2 separate regions of the Gossypium hirsutum genome follow, and region 2 is linked to region 1. A link is a contact called in public Hi-C data. All regions are on one chromosome and are shown on one strand. Each heading gives the region's core, a stretch centred on a gene start, on an enhancer-like site or on the middle of the called end of the contact. The rest is flanking DNA. Distances are from core to core; before and after follow the strand shown.

Region 1 (4,349 bases), core at 990-3,489:
ACAATCCATAATACCCAAAAAAAAGGAAAAAGAATTAAGGTGTAAGGATATGTACTAGGGCCTGTAAAGACCTTGAGTTTCACCACAGCCCATAACAGAAGATGGTAACTTGCCAACCTTGTCAATCCCTTCTGCAAATACCACGCCCATACCCATATAGAAATGGGATTCTATATGGCAATGGAATGCCCAAGCTCCTGGGTTATCAGCCCTAAACCTCAAAGCAGTCCATCCATAAGGATGTACCGGCACTGTGTTCTTCATAATCGGGTTCACCAAATTATACTTCTTTGGATCATTGAACATATCGAACTTCCCTTCCCCATACCCCAATACCCAGAAATCATGTCCATGTAAATGCCAAGGATGCGTCTCACTGGTACCAAGACTCATGGAGTTGGCATTTTGAAGTATAATATCCACAGTTGAGTTGAAGTTCAACCTGTAAACCCCATTGCTCGAGGTAGCATTTCTGTTCTCTTGTACTATACGGATATCATAATTCTGGAAATCGTACCCATCGGGAGGTGGGGTTTGATCGAACACATGGGTTAGATTTTCCTTGAGTGCGATCAAGTAAGGTGTATGAGGAAGTGCGAAAGAGACATTGTTGACCGACCACCGAACATTCCCATTGATCGTGTTTTGTGTGTTGAGGAACACAATGACCCTGTCTGAACGTGAAGGTGGAGTGTGAATGTAACCTTGGCGAGCTTTAATGGCGTGACTCTGAGCTAATCGAGGGTCAGTGTTATTCCATAGAGGAGGAGGTGGAGGAGTTGTGGGAGGAGATCTCCTTGGATGATTTGGATAGTAAACGAAAACGCCGAGACCAGGAGGAGTATTGGGTGCTGATCGACCAACAATATTGGATGTTATCCAATAATTCCTTGTGGGATCTTGGTCGGCTTTTACTAGGACCGAATATGTCTCCCCTGAGTAAAGGAACAAGTTTTGTACAACAAATGGCTCAACGTAATGCCCATCAGCTTCAACCACTGTCATATTGTGACCCTGAAACAAAAACAAATTAGCTTCCAGATTTAAAAACAGGCACAATTTGAACCCATTTTACAATCTTAAGAAATACCTCAATTTGGAAGCTGAGGGCTGATAGAGCAGTTAAACTAGAGATTCTCAATCGATAAGTTTTTCCAGGGACTGCGATTAATCTGAAAGGCTCACAATCTGGATTTGTAGCATTGCAAATACCAGCGTCTAAACTTGGAGTAGTTAAAGTAGAGCAGTTGAACTTTCCTCTTCCATGGATCAAGAGTGACTGAGGCTCTCCAACCCATTGGAAGGGAATAGCAGACAAGCCAGCAGCTTGTTCATAAGTGCTTTTATGGTACCAATCATTGAGTATAATATTCCGATCATAATCATAGGTAAAAGGTTCGGATTTTCCATCAGGAAGTCCAACAATGATTGATCCATATAACCCAGCTTCTCTTTGCATCCCATAATGTGCATGATACAAGTATGTTCCAGCCTAAATCCAATACAAATATTTTTGGAATTTCAGTGTATAAATCTCAAATTAGAAGGAAAAAAAAAGCCTTGAAACTGGAAACACAAACTTACTCTGTCGACAACAAACTGATACTTGAAAGTGGTTCCTGGCAAAATCGGACATTGAGTCACTCCTTCAGTTCCATCAAACCAGGGTGTTCCGATCTGTCGAATTCCATGCCAGTGAATTGCAACATTCTCAGTTAACAAACCGTTGGTGAGCTCAACAATGATAGTATCATTTTGCTGTGCGGTGATTGTAGGACCTGGTGTTCCGCCATTGATGGTTATTACCAGTTGCTTTAAACAATCAGGGGACTTGTAGTCGTACTTCACTTCCCATTTATACCGACGAATCCGAGCTTCAACGGCCGAACCATTTAACAAAGCTGTAATCCCTAATAACCATAGAAATAAGATTACTCTGCTTTTGCATTTTGGTATCAAAACCATATTGCTAAAGATCATGCTTTCAGCTTTCCACTCAGTCAACAAAAAAAATTGAGTCGTTAAACCCTTGGCGAGCAAAGTATATATAGTATGTCTGGGATGGATTGGATTTATTGCACATAATTAATTATTTTATTAAAAAATTTATTCATTGCATAGTGCATATTAGATTATTCTATTTGTAAAAATGTAAAAAGGATAAAACTTTTAAAAGAAAGAAATGATTTACACAGGAATTAATTTACTTAAAAATGATAAAATACTATCCGACGGTTTCAATAATAATTTTACTACCATCTATGCCTTTCATAAGTGGTCAAATAGCATGGACGACCAACACGTCTTTTTCTTCCCTTTCTAAGATTTTTAAAAAATTAAAAAATAAACTATTTATTTATATTTAGTAAATTAGAAAAGTATGATTATGGCAAATGAATTTTTGGCGATTGAAATTTTGAGATATTTAAGTTTCATCAAGCATGAATACATGAATTCTTTTCTTTAGTTAATTTGAGTTGAATTTATTTAAATTTAATTAATTACTTATAAATTATTTTTAATAAACATAAGTTTATGTATTTTTCTCAATTTTAAAATTTAGTTATTGTACTACTTTTTAGATTTCAAAGTTTAGTTTCATTATTAAAATTTTTAAAATCTATTTTGTTAAATTTAGATTCATTACAACGTTATTATTTAAGTTACATAATTATTTAAAAATTTAACAAAAAAAATTTAAGTGTTAATAATTAAACCTAAATTTTAAATTTAATAAAAATGAAGGCAAAATATATGCTCGTAGATGTAGATAAAGAAATTATGAAAGTCCACTTTTGGCAGCGGAATAAATCAGTCAGACAAGTTGAACAGAAGCATATGGTCCTCAAACGAAGAAGCCGAGTAATAACGTGGATTTTCTTCCAAGTTGGCCACTTGAACGGATAGACTTGCTTTCTTATGCTAGAACCTGACAATCTCTATCACTAGAACAAGGGACTGAGTCCTACAATGCTGTCTTCCTTGCTGGCTGGATTCTTTTTTGGGCTGTAATTGTCGCTCTCGATCCTACAGCTTCTTGAGAGTAAGATCTAATTCCCCCTTTCATTGGGGGACAATGTAACTATGTTTTCCTAGGATTACTGAGGAAAGGTTTGGGGGGATGGTGCACCTTAACGAACCATGTCTCTTTGTTGACAAGTGCACATGTTAGCATGCCAAAAGAATCCATAGATTATGTTAAAAAAGGTAATTTAAAAAATTAATCATAAATTTCGTCAAGACTATTTAAATAAAAGTATAATTATTACTATTCTATAATTATAATAGGATTTGTTTAGACAATACAGAGTAATTAAATGAAAGTGTAATTACAATCTTGTAATTACAAAAAATTGTAATTCCTTAAATATGTTTGGCTAATAGAGTAATTATATTGTAATTTCATGTGCATGTTTGATAGTACAAACTGTAATTACACAGTTATATAATTTATATTTCTTAAAAAAATATTAAAAACTATAAAAATATTAGTATAATAATTTCTATAAAAAATAAAAAATAAAATCAAATCATCATATGTATTATATTAATAATAAGAATAATAAAAATAAATAAATATTATATGCAATTTTATCTAATTAATCTAGTGCATATATATATTGGGTTATTCTTTTTTTAATATCTAACATACTCTCCTTATCATCATCTGTTAGTCCTTAATCGAGTTCATCATCATTTGAATTTGAATCTGCATCATTAAGATAATCTATATCTCATTCTTCCATATGCTATTCGAAATTTGGATGATATCAATTATGATTGAAGTTATGAAATATGCAACATGTGTTAGGAAATGTGCTCTGTAATCTCCTCGATCCGGCCTAGACATTAAACCCATATTCGGAAAACTACACCAACCATTGAGATGGCCTAACAGGGTTATCAAAGTTTTTGAAAAGAGTTGATTTACAACATTTATTTAGTTTTTTAGAAAACTTAGTTTAGATATCGATTTATTATTTCTTAACGTATAAATTATCTTCTAGCAGTGGAAAAGATGGTCTTTACTTAAGTTTTTAATAAAAATCGGGGTTCATATATCATCAATTAATAGTAAAAATTTAATGTTCTAATTAAATTCATAATTAAATGTCATGCGATAATAAAAACATCCTAAGTCCTAAATCTCATGCCACGGTTCAAATAAAACATTATAAACCTCAAATAATAAAATAAATCAAAAGAATATGTCTTAATAAATTGAAAATACGTTGGATTGTGCCGAGACCCTCCAGATGCCGTGGCTGCGTCCTAACCTAGTGGGTTATGATCTGTAAGGATGAAATTAAAAGGGGAGTGAGCTTTGAGGCTCAGTGTGAATCCATTTA
Region 2 (4,313 bases), core at 1,269-3,768, 130 kb before region 1:
CAAAAACTGTTAGGTAAAATTAGAAGAAGAGGTTCTCGCAGCTTGCTTCTCAACATTAGTTTGGACTCGGGAGTTTTCTTAGATGCATGAATGATTTTCATATCAGCCATGAAAATATATTTGTACAAAAGAACAAATATCGGGTGATATTCTATGATGATGAGTAACACCATCAACTTAGGAAAAGCAAATGTCAAAGTTGTTCAACGTGGCATCCTGAGCATTTGGCCCGATAATAGGTGCATGTATGCTGCTAACTAAAAGAAGGGAGTTCAAATCATCCTTTCCCCAAAACAAAAAGAAGATTTATTGAAAGTACCTTAAAACAATGCCGCCAAAACCACTATTTACACGCAAATCCTGCATGAAATCATTTATTGCTCCAGATTAGTAGAAAGTGAATATGACCTTAAGGTCAAAATGACTGAATCAATTGATTGATCTTACGTAAACTAATTGCACTCACAAGTTACTACTATTCTCTAAATCGACCATTGACAAATCATTTGACTGGCTAATAATGCAAGATCCTAAACTCAACAAGACAATTTATGAATATTAGAACCAATTTCCAAGCCTCTGGAAGTGAAAGCTGAAATTTCAATTTCCTAAAGCTTAAATTTGGGATTGCTTATGAGGGCAGAATCTATTTGTATCAGATGACTATGCTAAACAGTAGTCGTTATTAATACCAGGAACCAAGAGCCAACTTCAAAAATTCAATGTTAACTTTTCCATTTTACCTTTCTAAAAGCCCATAGAAGTTTTCTAGGAATTTCACTCTCTCTTCTCTGCATGTAAAACTCTGCATATCTTATTTCAAAATAGATGTGATTTACTGCCACCAGACACCCATTGGCAGGCTATTCATACCCAATTTCCACCCATAAGTCTCTTAGTTATCTTTCACTCTTACTTATTCCAACCTTAGGTATGGTGCGCAAATTTGTCTTGAATCCAACACAATGACACATTTCTCATGCAAAACAACTACAAAACAAGCCATGCACTGTAATGTCTACGGAGCACAAAGCACATTTGACGTGACATAAATAAGATAAATTCAAACATGCATAACAAAATTAAATTTCAGGGAAATTTAGTCTAGTAGATACTTTCTTTCAACAACCCAAATCTTGCAAGTTTGCGCCCAGTGCACCTTTTTGCATCACACTGTCCAAAATCCTGAGTCAACAAGAAGAAAACAATGAGGGTAATCCATGCAAGCAATTATTAAAGAAAAAGAAAATCAAAAGGCCAACTGTCAAACACCATTTTAAGAACGATTTGATCACGGATTCAAAATAATAAGCAAAGCTAAAGAAGACAATGACTTGGCATTGCTGGCAATTACCATTGTGATAGCAATATGCTTGAAGTCATCAATCCATAGAAGCCACTTTTTAAGGAAAAGGCATTTTTCAAAAAAAAAAAAAGATATTAAAGAATAAGATGTTCTTTGATAAACTGAAAATTTTAAGTGTGTTTAATAAACTGAAAAGTTAAGTGTTTAAATTTAAGTATCAAAATTGTTTTATAAAAATTGTTTAGTATATTACTGAAAATTAAGTACTCAATATAATTACACTATTTGTAGCTGTAAATATTTAATAATGAGAAACTATTCATTTCACGATTTAAACCTTATTAACCTAATTTATTATTATTATTTTGGATAGTTCTAAATAAAAAATTAAAAAGGAGTAATTTAAATATATCTTCTTTAGTGGAAAAAAAACAGTTCAAATATAAAACTGCAACATGTTCTGCATTTAAATTGATTAGTCCCGTTCAAAACTTGTTTCTGAAAATTTCCTGTTAATAGATAATATGAGTTATCAAACACATTCTGATCAAACAAAAGTTCCCTATCACAAATTCTACGAACACATAAAAACTTCCATTAAAGCTAGCCAAAAAAAATTAATTTCAATAACATTTAACCAAAAAAAGAAGTAGGAGAAAAATACAAACCCACATAGCAAGTTGAACTTTAGGAACATTGGGTTCCTCTTCGGGAGCTGCATGGAGAAGGAAAATAGAAAAAAAGCAATTAACAGTGGCAAAACATCAAACACATGATATATCCAAACAAAACAATTGAAGTAATGAAGATATGGTTATGGAATTAGTACGTTGATCATGTGGGAGAGATTCATCTTCCCTGGAAAAGTACAGCAATAAAGGAAAAATAAAAGCTTAGAAGATTGATTTTGAAATTAGATTGGTTTAAAAGTGAAATTGAAAAAGAAAAACAAAACAGAACCTTTGGAATTGATGGTTTCTGCTAGACTGTCCCCGATGAGAGTTATGGGTTTTGAAACGCCGGGGCTTGTTGTGACCCATTCCCTTTCTATTTCGTATTTTAGCTCTGAAATAACTGGACTTCGACGAGAAAGAGTGGTGATCACGGGGGCTTTGCTTTTGTGTTCTGCTTAGGCGGGTCGGTGGGGGCGGCGGCTCCTACTAGTTCCTAAACCGATTCGGCCCAAAAAGAAAAAAGCAGAAGTAGATACCTAGCTAATGGTGTGATATCTAAAAATTTGAGGTGATTATGGACCGAGTTAAGTTTAAATGGGGCTTATGGAAGGTATTTAAATTAATTTTTTAAGTTTGAGTTCGGTTTGATTTAAAAAATAAGTTTTTTTTTTATTTTTGTTCAAGTTTGAGTCAATTTAAAAAATGTAAATTTGAGCTCGATTTGATCCGTTTATATTTAATTTGCAACATAAATAGCTTTTTAAATATATATATTTTTTAAAAATAAATAACTTTTTTTATCAAAGATTTTATAAAATGAACTTTTTAGAGACCTCCAATGACCAATCCTAGCATGAATTGCTAAGGATCCAATAAGTTCAATATTGGTCCCTTCAAACATGTCAATTGGGCAAATGCGTCCATAGCGATTAGGATGGATATCTCGTATCCAAAAATTAGTAGTTCGTCCGATCAATCCTTCGGGTCCAAATAACTCAATTTTCTCCCATGCAGTATTTGTGTCAATGGATTTGTTCGATGGTACTAAAAAATGCTAAAATAAAATTTTTCTAACACATTAAAAAGTATTTATATTTTACTGTATTAAATATAATTTTTAAAATTTTATATTTTGGGATAGACTATTTAGCTGGATAAGTTTTTTTTTTAAGTTTTGGGTAATGGGTTTAATTGTTATTGGGTCAGTGATTTAATATAAATATATATAATTTTTATTTAACATATATAATTAATATAATATTTTTATAACATAATATTTTTGGATTGGGCATGGCTCGGACCAAAAAAATCCTTACCCAAGGCTCGATCCATATAAAAAATGAGACTTAAAATTCATTCAAACCTACATTCTAGTAACAATTTAACTTTTGGTCGGGGTACATTACTCCAATGTAAATAATATTTGTCAATGTGGATAAATGTTGAAACTCCATATTTTGATGATACTTGTTCTCAGGATAGGGTTTGAACTTTTTCATTTAAATTAGTCCTTAAATTTAGTAATTATTTTTACATTAAGACTTGAATTTTTTTTTATCCAAGTTAATCTCTAAACTTTACTTGTTAAACTCTTAGTTGGACATTTTGAAAAGTGTAGCTCTTTACGAGAACAATGATGATCTATAAACATTTACCCTATATATTTTTAAGTAAATTGTACCTAAATGAAATTTTAATTAACAAAAAAGAGTGTCATGTTACAAACGGAGCATTCTATAGAATAAAAATAAAAAAAGAACTTATACAATATACAGCTGGCTAATAATAAGATTATTCATGCTAATTCTTACCCCAGTTAGTCTCAATCTTATAACCTTTTTAATTTCCTCAAGCAGAGCATTCTTAGATCTCTGCTCACTTCCAAACTGTCGTTGGTTCCTCTCCCTCCATATTGAATTAATGTATGTTGACCATGCCAATCTCAATAATATGGCTAAGAAATAAGAATGCTTTTCCTTTAAGTTCGGTGCTAGTCCATTGCAGCCCCTGATCCCAATTCATAACTTGGCTATGAAGTGAACACACCTGCAAAATCATCGGTCATATTGTTCTTGAATAAGCACACAAAAAAGAAAATATGATGATTCTTTGTCTCCTTTTTCACAAAACATAGTTGACACCTATCATCAACTGTCCAGCCCCATGCAAGTAGCCCATCCTTTGTTGGCAACTTATTTAGAATTGTCATCCAAGCCACCATTGAATGTTTAAGGATGTAAAGTGGAAACCAGATTAACTTCCTCCACAAAACCTTCCTAGCTTTTGGCCTTAATTCATTTCAGTTTACCAACTAAATAATGCCTTTCTATGTT

The links. A called contact is a pair of places that touch in the nucleus more often than the background predicts.
Region 2: a Hi-C map of leaf shows a contact between it and region 1, with 2.6 times the contacts expected there. The contact joins the promoter of LOC107950387 here to the promoter of LOC107950390 in region 1. A contact is called at or near these places in 11 of 34 Hi-C or Micro-C datasets (anther, callus, hypocotyl and 2 more).

The regions. Positions count from the first base shown.
Region 1 is chrD03:6,141,604-6,145,952 of Gossypium_hirsutum_v2.1, reverse strand. LOC107950390 (L-ascorbate oxidase) reads right to left here and starts at 2,239. Exons shown (of 3, transcript XM_016885238.2): 1 at 1,585-2,239; 2 at 1,091-1,492; 3 at 1-1,014. The coding sequence starts at 1,980. The coding sequence ends at 55.
Region 2 is chrD03:6,274,847-6,279,159 of Gossypium_hirsutum_v2.1, reverse strand. LOC107950387 (18S rRNA aminocarboxypropyltransferase) reads right to left here and starts at 2,518. Exons shown (of 9, transcript XM_016885236.2): 1 at 2,267-2,518; 2 at 2,136-2,164; 3 at 1,975-2,021; 4 at 1,120-1,185; 5 at 320-360. The coding sequence starts at 2,346. LOC107950388 (a long non-coding RNA gene) reads right to left here. Exons shown (of 3, transcript XR_005911113.1): 3 at 3,644-4,026.